Linked DNA regions of Mus musculus: region 2 is linked to region 1. The links are chromatin contacts, called in public Hi-C maps. All regions are on one chromosome and are shown on one strand. The core of a region is the stretch at or near the end of the contact, and the rest is flanking DNA. Distances in the headings are between cores, read along the strand shown. Region 1 has its middle 37 kb from the start of Gm35894. Region 2 has its middle 92 kb from the start of Gm36260.

Region 1 (5,528 bases), core at 184-2,683:
ACACACTCTCACACACACAAACTCACACTAAATCAATTTAATTTTTTAAAAGGCTATATCACTTGCTAGAATTATTTATGCTGCTTCTTTATAAAGACATTCTCATACCAGTGTAAGCTGCTATGAAAGACAGATTCCTGGTGCCTATTTGGTTGGCTTTCTTTCTTTCTTTCTTTCTTTCTTTCTTTCTTTCTTTTCTTTCTTTCTTTTTTAGACAGTTTCAGTCTCTTTGTGTACAGACTGAGCTCTAACTTAGTGTAATAAAAGTTGGTTTTCTAAGTCCTGATCCTCCTGCCTCTGGGCTCCAGAGGAACTAGAATTGCTAGCCTGCTGCACAGTTGGCCCACAGACTTCCACAGAGGAACGGCCTGCCTGATGGGTGGACTTCAGGGCCTGGGGACTAAACCCTTGAGGAGGTCAAGTCCCTCTCCAGGTCCCACTTCCATGTTTGCCTAGCAATAGGGCTGACAGCTTGTCTAGAATACCTCATGCTACATGGCATAGCAAAGACCACGGGGGTAATTTTGCCCTATTGTGACACTGGCAAATTTAAAAAAAAATAAAAGTCAAGGCAAGGTGGCCGCCATGCTGCCAATTAAATGAGTAACTCAAGTGTGTTTTGCTGGAAGTTACTAGATGGAGTTTCTAGAGATTTCTACTGCCAAGCAGTCCACCTAAATTTTCCTAGACAACTCCAAGCTATTCTTGAAATGTTTTCAGAATGGACCTTGGCAGGCAGAGCCCCCTTGGCTCAGCATGCCATCCCACTGCCTTCTGTATCAAAGGGGACTTCCTGCTGCGTTTGTTTACACCATTAAATTTCTTCCAAGTAAAGCCAGGAGAATTTTTCCAGGTGTTCACATTCCTAGAGGGTGGGGAAGAGGCTGAGAGCCCTGTACAAGATCAGTACTACTGCCTCAGTGCAACAACACAAAGATCTCTTTCACCACACGACCTCCTCTGGAGAGCTCTCTTTGGGGGCCCGCCTCAGAGCTCTGAAGGACCTTCCTCCGGACTCTGCGGGCACAGAGTCAACCGGTCACAGTCTGATCTGGGACTTAGAAGGATTTGGGGTGCATGTCATACTTCCAGACCCTTCTGATCCCATCAGGTCCGGGACCCAGGGCTAGTGGCCTGCCAGTCTCCCCTGCCCCCAGGAGCTCCGTCTCTTTAAAAGGGAAGCAGGGTCGATTCCAAGGAGCTACAGGTAGACAGAAGAGCTAGAACCCGATCTAGGGCAGGGCAGGTGAAGCTGGCAAGGTCAGCCATTCAGTCACCAGGTGGTGCATTTAATTTAAAAGGAGTGTTAACCTTGTTTATACAAAATAACACCAATATGGAGGGAAGCCGTAAATCCGTTGTCGTTAAACAGTGGGGAGCCGCTGGCTCTGGCAGCCTGCCCACCAGCGACGTGAACTCGGCTGGCACTGAGCGTGCAGGAGCACGGCCCGGGCGGGCTTGCCAGCCTAGCCAGAGAAGGCCGGAGCTGCTCCCTCTCTGCCCACCAGATGACTCTTCGCATTCTTGTCAAATATATTTAGAACAAGAGGTGTCCGCTTAAAGAGACGCATTTGTTAATCACTTAAATGCAGGCGTTTGGCCGCGAGCCAAGTTTACCTTTATAAATATGTAGGATCGGTTTCCAGCTAGGCAGACAACTCCTGGGTGAGATCTCCTCCCCCCCCCCCCCCCGCACCCTTCTCTGGGGCAAGCGTCTCCTCCAATCGACCTAAGGTGCATGTCCCTAACACCTTATTAATTTTGTAGCCGGCGGGGGTTTCCTGAGCCCATGCCAGTCTTCTATCTGAAAGTTAAAGGAGATAAACACACGCTGGCCCTGCACAGAGAGGAGAGCGGTGTTTCTTTAAGTAAGGAGCAGATTAGAGTTAAATTCCTGTTGACTGGAGAGCCGGTGTCCACATCCTTCTGTTTACCAGCAGCTGTCCCTGTTAATGACACTCTGATAACTCTAGAGCTGCCCTGGTCAGCGGTGGGTGAAGCAGATAAAGACGCCACTGTTAAACAGCCCAGACCTCCACTTCTCTCTCACTCCTTGACTGAAGAGTCAGTGAAAAGTGCCCAGAAGAGGCAAGCCCTGGGTGCCCTGGCATTTGCTCCCCAACTTGCGAGTTCATAGTCCAAAAGCCCTGGCTGTTCAGGCAGTCTACTGCAAAGCTGATGAAAATTCCAGCAGTGGAGACTGGAAGGGCAGGGTGGGGGCGGGGAGAGCAGCTGCCTAGCCGGGTCAGAAGGTCAGCCGTAGGCATCTTGGAGAACTCTCCTCCTCCTGGTTTAGTAGCAAGGACACTTCCCTGCCCCCCAACCCGACGAACAGAGATAGTTAACATCTCGGGGCCTCAGCAAAGAACCACAGCTGTCCTAGGGTCGTTAACCACAGGGAAGTCACGTTTAATATTTGGAACAATCGCCCTCCAAAGATTTTATTGTTGTAGGGGACTTTGCCCTGCACCCTGGTGAATACCCTTGAGTCTGCAGCCAAAACCGCAGGCGAGAAGATTAAAGAAAGGTGCCTAAAGTGACTTGGAAAGGTTAGTGGCAGTGTATGAGCTGGAAGCCAGCTCCCTATCTGTTATTCGTTCCAGGCAGACAAACAGATATTTAAATTTCCTACTTGAAGCAGGCAGACAGCAGCTCTCTAGCTTCTTCTTACACTGGGGAACCTGCCAAGCCCTCACCTGGCTCAGCTCCCAGCCTGGGTGATCCCTGGGCTTTCTAAGACCCACCTCCAGCCTGCTTAATTCCTGAATACAACCCACGTGAAGATCAACAAACGCAGAATCCCATAATCCCTTTCGTGCTCTAACCAGTGAAGCAGACATACCTCCAATCAAGGCCAGGCCTCGGACAAATTGATTTCTGCTTTTAGAAAGTGTAAATATTTTTGCTTCTTTTCACCTAATTTTTGTCACCTGAAGTATGCCCCTGATTTACTCCAGGAGATACTGAGGGGGTCAGGGAGGTAAAAGGTTAGCCAAGTAGGGTGAGCTGTTCAAAAGAAAAATGAGCTTACTTGGAGTCCAGGTGATTTCCTTAAGAAGGTCTAAAAAGGTCTTTGATATTATTATGAGACTAACAAGGCAGGGTATTTCTCTTTCTTTTTCTTTTCTTTTTTCTTTTTCTCTTTCTCTTTCTGCTTCTTTTTCATTTTCATTTTCTTTTCTTCTTTTTCTTTTTCTTTTTCTTTTCCTTTTTCTCTTCTTTTCTTTCTTTCTTTCTTTCTTTCCTTTTTTTTCTTCTTATTTTTTTCTTTCAAGACAGAATTCTTCTATGGAACAAAGCCTACTCCTGAACTAGCTTTGCAGACCAAGCTGGTCTCAAAATCACAGAGGTCCTATTGCTTCTGCTTTTGGAGTTCTGGACTTAAAGGCATGCTTCACTACCCCTGGGCTGAGACAAACTATTCTAATACACTGTCTAGGGCACCATAAGGTCTGTGATCCATATTTCCAAACTGTAACATCTCCACAAATATCTTTACACAAAACATTCTAAAATGACTCCTTCTTTACAATGTAATTGGATTATTGTCTTGGTGTGTGTGTGTGTGTGTGTGTGTGTGTGTGTGTGCTTGTGTGTGTATTCAAGTTTTCCTATGTGTGTGGGTGCATAACTGTGGAGGTCAGTCTCCAGTTTTGAGAAAGGTTTTCTCAATGGCTTGGAGCTCACAATTATTCGTGAGTCCAACCATTGTGCATGAGTCCAAGAACCCTCAGGCATCCAACCATCTCCACCTCTCTAGCACTGGAGGATTACGGTTACATACACTCCATGTCTTGCTTTTACTCAGAGGTTCTGGGGATAGAAGTCAGATTGAACTGAACCGCTTACTGACTAAGTCATCTCTGTAGCCCTAGATTGTTAACTCTTTATGGGAGATTTTAAATTAGCAGTTGCTAATGAGTTGACTCTTGTCTCCACAAAATTCCTAGCTGAGAGTGCAGAGCCTCCAGTCCCTCAGAATACCACTTGGCTAGGTTCCATTTAGAGATAATAAAGTTAAAGTGAGTTCATTACAGTGAGCTCTAATCCTAAATGACTGATATCCTTGTAAAAGGCGGAAATTTACAAACAGTTAAGCCTGAAAGGAGCCAAAGACACAGATTGCCTGCCCCCAGTAGCCCTTAGAATGCTACCCACCCTCTTATTTAGGAGGGCCACTGAGATGGCTCAGAGGGCGAGGTGCCTACTGTTAAGCCTGACAAAGTAAGTTCAATCCCCAGTACCCACATAATAGAAGGGGAGAACTGACTCCCATGGCCACATGCAGACCATGGCACTTGCATGCCTCCATGTGTGTAGGAGCATACACATGGACACACCCACACAGAATAAATAAGAAGAAAGCAAGCATCCTCACATCTATACGTCCAGATTCTAGATATATACTAAACCAAGTTGAGAGTTGGTTTGGTTTGATTTTTCAGTATCATTCAGTACCAGGGGCTGAGCTTAGGCAAACAAGCTAGGCAAGTGCTCCACCACCGATCATCACTTTAATAAGACATTTAAGTTGTCAGGCAGGACTTGAATTTGAGATCTTCCTGCCTCAGCCTCTGGAGTTGTTTAGACTCCTGACCTGTGCAATCATCCACAGCAGATTCCAGTTGTTGGAGCCCACCAGTCTCTGTTGACTGATTAAAAGAGCCCTAGCTGATATGTTGATTTGCACCATGTTGGGAAATTTAAATACCCTCTAGAACAATGGTTCTCAAGTCTCAATGCTGTGACCTTTCAATATAGTTCCTCATGGTGTAGTGATGCCCAACCAGAAAGTAATTTTTGTGACTACTTCATAACTGAAATTTTGCTACTGTTATGAATAGTATTGTAAATATCTGCTATCCAGGTTATCTGATACCGGACTCTTCAGAATCTTAGGCAAAGTGGCCAATGCTTTTAACTGCGGAGTTATCTCTCTGGGCCCCTAGCATTAACACTTTAAGTAAAACAGTAATGAATTAATATAGATGACTTATAATTCCATTTAGTATTTCATTCAAGAAGATCTTGCATTTCTTACTTGTGTGACATGAGCCTATTTGGAAAAGTTTATGCACTTTTTGCTCATCTTACATGTATCAACCACTCTTTCAACATTAAAATGTTCTCTAATCAAGAGAAGTACATCTTGTACAGTAAAGCATATTTACAGTAAACACAGGCCAGTTAAATAAGTACCAATTAAGGGGATTGTACCTTCCTTAGTGTTTTTCATCAAATTACATAGACTAGAATCGGTTCTGTCTAGTGAGCTGCGGTATGTGCCGGATTCCTCTCCATCATTTCACCCACAGTTTTGATGCATAATATAATTGATGGTTTAAAAGTGTATGGTAGGTTTTTGTCAAAGACCTAGGGTTGAACTGAGATTATAAATAATCATAGTCAGTCAGGAAGGCTTGTTGAGCAGGGGCTGTGGATAAAGTACCAGAAGGAGAAATAAAGAATGCAGGAGCCACGTGTTCACATCTGGGTCGTTAAGGATATAGTTGGTGGAGAGGGAAAGA
Region 2 (5,820 bases), core at 1,297-3,796, 850 kb before region 1:
CATGCTGTGGAGCACTGGTGTACACACACACACACACACACACACACACACAACTGTAATTTTATTTTTTAAAGAATAGGGCATGGCAGAGAACTTCTAAGTTGCCTAATACTTTTCTTTGGAGTATGTTGTTGGCCTTGCAGCAAGTCTTAGCAGACTTTTGCCTAGTGTTGTTTCCTTTACCTCAACCCCAAGTGCCAAAACTCTTGTTAGGATAGCTACCCTCACCTTTCCCTGGTCCCTCCCTTCCCAACTGCTGCCATTCCTGTTTTCTACCAAGCTGGTTCCTTTTCCATTTCCCTAGCATGTTGAGAAGCATCACCACACTGACACCAACCCATTTACATCGTCAAGCTCCCAGGATCATGGACTAAGTAGACCTCGTTCTGGTCTAAATTACTAGGCTTCAAGAATTTTGCTAGAGCAACTCAAAATGCACTAAAGCAGGGATTGCCTATGAAAGTCTCATGACATCTTCCTTGCAATTACACAAATAACTTTGCTCTGTGCCACAGAGAGTTCCCTGAAATAAAAATGCTCTATATGTATAAACAATATATACATATCTATGTATATACATAGATATGTGTATTATGCAGATACAGATTTGTTACATACATGTGTAATGTATAGATATTTAATATCTATATATATACTACATATAATATACTAAAATATATATAAAATACGTTTCAATGGTGAGCACTCAGCTATTGAGTTCTCTCTTATGCTGAGCAATATAATGACAGAAGTTTGACCTGAGTCAAGTTGAGGAAGACATAAATAATGGTGAGACAATAACATGGCAGCGGCCTGGATTTATACTGTTGTCACTACAAGCAAGCATGGACATCTGCACAAAAGGTTTCAATTGTGACTGAAATCATATCACTCCTCTAAATATGCAAGATAACACTGGCTAACAAGGAAAACAAGTGTTGCTTGAAAAGATCTGCATTATCTAATGTCCCTGGTGCCAAATGACTTGTTTCTTCTAATAAAGGACAGAGACTCTTCAGTGGAATCATCCTGATATGCACCTAAAGGACTGGCTAGGAGATGTATTCAGCCTTGGCCATCGTTGGCTTATGGTCTCTTAACAACAACAACAACAACAACAGCAGCAACAACAACAACAGTGAAATATGTTGTATAAATGAAGGGAAAATAGTAGATGTTCATCAGAGTCAAACCTAGTGGCACATATGTGTGTGTGCACGTGCATGTGTGTGTGGGTGTGTTAAAGACTTGCTTTTTTGACACTGCAAATCTCACAGTGAGAAGTTAAAACTCATACCCAGATTTATACCTGAGCTGAAACTGACAGCTGTGAACTGTTCTGAAGAGGCATTATTTCTCATTCTGAATTCCCTTCCTGGGACTGTGAATACAGGAAAGACACACAGATTGGAGAGACTAGGAAAACCCCATTTGAAGAGAGGTACCAGCTCCATGCAAAGCGGTTTTAAACTGCACATGGCAACCACTCACTAATCTGGTCCCTGACCTTGCTCTTGAGTCTGATGCTGTTGAGGCCTCCTCTGGAGACAGTCTGACCAACAGTCTTAACAGGACCCCCTCAGGGGAACACAATGCCGGGTGATTGCTTCTTCTGGCCCCACACTCTTGACCATAGCAGGCTGACTGCTTCTACTCATCTACCCCCTTATTCCACTTAAGAACAACAACAACAAAAACTGGTAGGGATGTTGTTCAAATATGGAGGGGGGATGGAGGAGGGGAGGGTGCAGCGAGAAGCATTCTGGATAAAAAGAACAACCCTGTCAAAACATGACAGCCGACCTGATGCCTGTTTTATACTATTCATAAAAAATGCCAAATTCTGCAAATAGTAACCACATGTATGTTGGTTGTATATTCAATGCTCTGCAGAAAAATGAGACGTTCTTGATTTTAGTGGGTCATCAGAGGCAGTGAAAATATCATGCTAGCCTCCAAGGCTTCACTCACAGGCAGATCCGGAAGTTAAATAGACACTACACACAATTCCATCTACATAGTACACAGACAGAAGCCCTAGACCCTGTGGGCCGACCACAGAGAACGGCGATTCGATTCACAAATCTGTTCCCTGGGCATTTATACTCAAAGCTGAAAGACCAAAAACAGCGATAAGCTTGCTTTGCCAAAGAGGGGGTGGGGGGACAAACAGCTTGGAGGAGCTGAGGAGGGAGGCAAATGACAACCCTCAAGACACATGCAGACCCAGCAGCCAGTGCAGGGACTGGGAAGGCTTTGCATGTAGGCTCCCCGGCTGCTGCTCTCTGAGGTTTCTAGATCCACCAACGCTGCCGTTTAGCTCAAATCTGTTATGCCCTGGTCCTTTCTGTGTGCCTGGCTGGGATTCCTCCACACCGACACTTAAAAAGGGTCAGTGAGAAGAACCGAAGAAGGGATAAAAGGTTTGTCCTCAGTGGACCCAACTCGATCACCGCCAGCTGGCGCTGAGGCTGTGCCTTGCTCTTGTCCAGCAATGCTTGTAGCATCTTCTAAGTGACTATTTGCTTTGAAGGAGCCTCTTGTTTATCTTCTCCTCTGACACAAAAAGGCTGTGCTAACTGCAGTAAATCTCCCTCGGTCTGGAAGACTTCTTAGGAGTCTGGCTTTTCCTCCCAACGCTTGTTGGCTTCTCCCGTGCCTGGTCCCCACTCCAGCCTGTGCTGCATGTATTTTTGTTCTCGGCATTTTTTTTTTATTTCTAAAATGACTATACCAAGAAATCTCATAAGATGTATGGAAACTTCTGTTTCCACTGAGCCTGCAGCGCGTGGGCTGGCAAGGTGTCAGGGGAAATGGCCTGGCCGGTTCTGCTGCCCAGCTGAAGAAAATGTAATAAACAGCGGGGCTTCTGTCTGTAGCTGTCAGGACACAGGCCCCAGCTTCTCCCTTTTAATGGCAATAAATAAATGACGGAAGTTTTAGGCACCGCACTAGTGAATTGGTGGCGAAGCCTCGGGCTTTTATCTCCCTGACCTCTGTTTGAACTCAACCTTGGTTCCTAAGTGCAGGGCAGACAAAGTGGGGTGGGAGGAAGGTTCCTTATCGACATGAACACCCCTTCCAGCACAACATAAAGAAATATGATGCCCTGTGTGTTTGCCTGTGACTTCGGGGTGACAGGGGCTAAGGGAAGATTTGTTGAAACCAGGCCCAACAGAGCTAAATGCCAGCTGTTATTTCTCCACCGGTCCACTGGGGTGGGACTCTAATAGAGAACACACTGATTTCAATAGTGTTTGTTTCCCAGGTACTGGCTATTGTAGGGCAATATGCATATACCACTGGGGCCAAGACGCTTTAAAATTTTAAATGGTTTCAGGATTTGGGGGGGGAAATATTTCCACCTTACACAAATTCTAGCCAACAGTTAATACTTAATAAGCCACAGATATATTCATCACAGTGTCTAGTTTTTGTGCATCATTTCATTTACCCCTTACAAGTTCATGAAGAGCTTGCTAATTTTTCCTAATGTTGTCTATGAGGAAGCTGAGGTTTAAAGAAGCTATGTAAATTATCTAAGGTTTTGGAAAATAGTGATGTCAGAATAAAAATCCCAATCTGTTTAAATTGTGGCACATCCCTGGAGAAAGCTCTTAGTGAGTAAATCCAATACATGATGCTCATGCCTCCTGTTCAATACCCCCCCCCCCCCCACACACACACACACACACGTAGCCTGACTTTCTGTTTATGACTGTGGAGACAACGGGTCTGCCTGAATTTGTGATTATTTATTGTATCCAAGAAGTCTAGGTCCTCTTCTGAAGGGAGAAAATGGCAGTAATGTTAACCAATATCTTTCTCTTGTGGTAGCTTTTACATGATCAGAAAAAAAGCAAGATTCAGGAAGTAATGGTTTTTATCTATTTATCTATGTAATTATTTGTTCATTTCTCTGTGTTAAATGCATGTGCATGTAACAGCATGCCCATAGAGGTCAGAGAACAGCTTTTCAACTTGGTTCTAGTTTTCCATCACTTTGAAGCAGGGTCTTTCTGCTGCAGTGCATAGCCCAGGGTAGCTCCTGTCTATTCCCCATTCCCATCCTCCCATCTCCCTGCAGCAGGGCTGGGATTACAGATGTAAACCATCACTTCCAGCTTTCTACGTGGCCTCCAGGGACCGTGCTTGTTCAGCAATCACTTTCTCCTGCTGAGCTGTCTCCCTGGATTTAGATGTTTTGTGAAGACAGGTGTTCATCATGCCTCCTGCTAAATTCTAGGCACCTTGTCAAGGGAGAATTTCCAGTATAACCAGGGGGACAAATTGAGTTTTAAAACAAGGCAGTTCCTGGTAGAGTTCCAGACTGGAGCAAGGCAATGGCAGAGCTTATGATTGTTTTTGTGGTGTTTACTATGAACAAGAAATGCTGGTTTGTGGGGTAGGGCACACTTCAGTGTCAGGAACCTGATTGCTGGTTTAATCATCAAGACCTAGCGAGTATTTTTAAGCTTTTGTATCTTTGCTTTATTTTATATCAAGGGAAGGCCTGAGATTTCAGAGAATTTAATCTCATGTTCCTGGCTCCTCTCCTAAGGGTCAAGGTAGACCATCAAGGTCGGCCCACTGTTACAGGCTGCGGATGCGTGTGTGCTGCCTGATTAAAAGCAGCAAAGATGCTTCAGTTAAGCTGCTGTCCACAAAGGCACAGAAACCTCTACCCTAAGGACTCTTTAGGAAAGGAAACATGTTCCAGGATAGCCAGGGATCTCTGCACCCAGTGGGAATACTGAGCCTTCCTGTGACCCCAGCCCAGCCTTATGGGGATAACCTTTTTTTTTTTAACTCTATTATCTGATAGTTCAGGTCTGACTCTCCTCTACCCCCCCCACCCCCTCCCCCTCCCCTCCAAGACCTTGTCTGACTAATTCCATCAGCTGTGAAGACATGAGCTGGAAAGGGAAGTGTCTTGCTTGAAAGCCAAGCCGACTTCAGTTCTGCCTCTACAGGACCTTGCATTGGTGTTTGTCCTTTTGTCCTTTGCCAGGATTTCTACATTCATAAATCCCAATGCTCTCATTTCTCACAGGGCATGGAGACATTGAACTTACAGCTATCTTACCAGATGATGTGAATAATCTTGCTTGCAGTAGGTACAATTTAAAGGCACTGCCCTTACCCTTTGTGGGCCAATACTGAAGGATTACTTTTTCTTGTCTATCATGTTCTACATTTCTGCCACAAAGAAGATCCAAAATATTTATTTTCTTACACCAGAAATCAAGCACTTAACATGCACACAGCTAATGAACAAGATTCTTCTAAGTCCCATCTCAGCCCAGTGTTCATTTCCAAACCCAACACTCATTTTATTATCTTGCTTCCTTAGGCTTGCGTTTAAATGGTGTACTAATTAATCTACCACTTCACTGGGAGATAAAAATAAAAGATCAGTTGCTCTCTTACTGTATGGAAGTGTTAATTCACAGTTCTTTTTCTTCCTACAGTAATAAAATATATGATTAGGAATTAGAGAGATGGCCCAATAGTGAAGAGCAGTTGCTGCTCTTCCAGAGGACCCCAGTTTGCTTTCTAGCCCACATTGAGGACCATATGACTGCCTGTAACGCCAACTCTAGAGGACTCAACGATCTCTTTTAGCTTCAGCAGGCACATGTACACACACGTGCATTCATATTTACACTGTCTGTCACACATGTACACATATTATCTTAAGATAAAATAAAATAAGGATATGATCAATTTTTTAAATATTTTTTATTACATATTTTCCTCAATTACATTTCCAATGCTATCCCAAAAGTCCCCCATACCCTCCCCCCCCACTTCCCTACC

What was found. A called contact is a pair of places that touch in the nucleus more often than the background predicts.
Region 2: a contact with region 1 is called in a Hi-C map of uterus. The contact joins two enhancer-like sites. A contact is called at or near these places in 2 of 484 Hi-C or Micro-C datasets (nephron progenitors and uterus).

What each region holds. Positions count from the first base shown.
Region 1 is chr7:70,621,411-70,626,938 of GRCm38.p6, reverse strand. No RefSeq gene overlaps it. Among named protein-coding and RNA genes, the nearest start is that of Gm35894, 37 kb to the right of the region's middle. Within about 2 kb of position 1,433, at least 104 of the 459 cell types and tissues checked have an H3K27ac peak or open chromatin away from gene starts, as enhancers often do. A contact at or near this core is called in nephron progenitors and uterus, where this site is marked.
Region 2 is chr7:71,468,922-71,474,741 of GRCm38.p6, reverse strand. No RefSeq gene overlaps it. Among named protein-coding and RNA genes, the nearest start is that of Gm36260, 92 kb to the right of the region's middle. Within about 2 kb of position 2,546, at least 44 of the 459 cell types and tissues checked have an H3K27ac peak or open chromatin away from gene starts, as enhancers often do. A contact at or near this core is called in nephron progenitors and uterus, where this site is marked.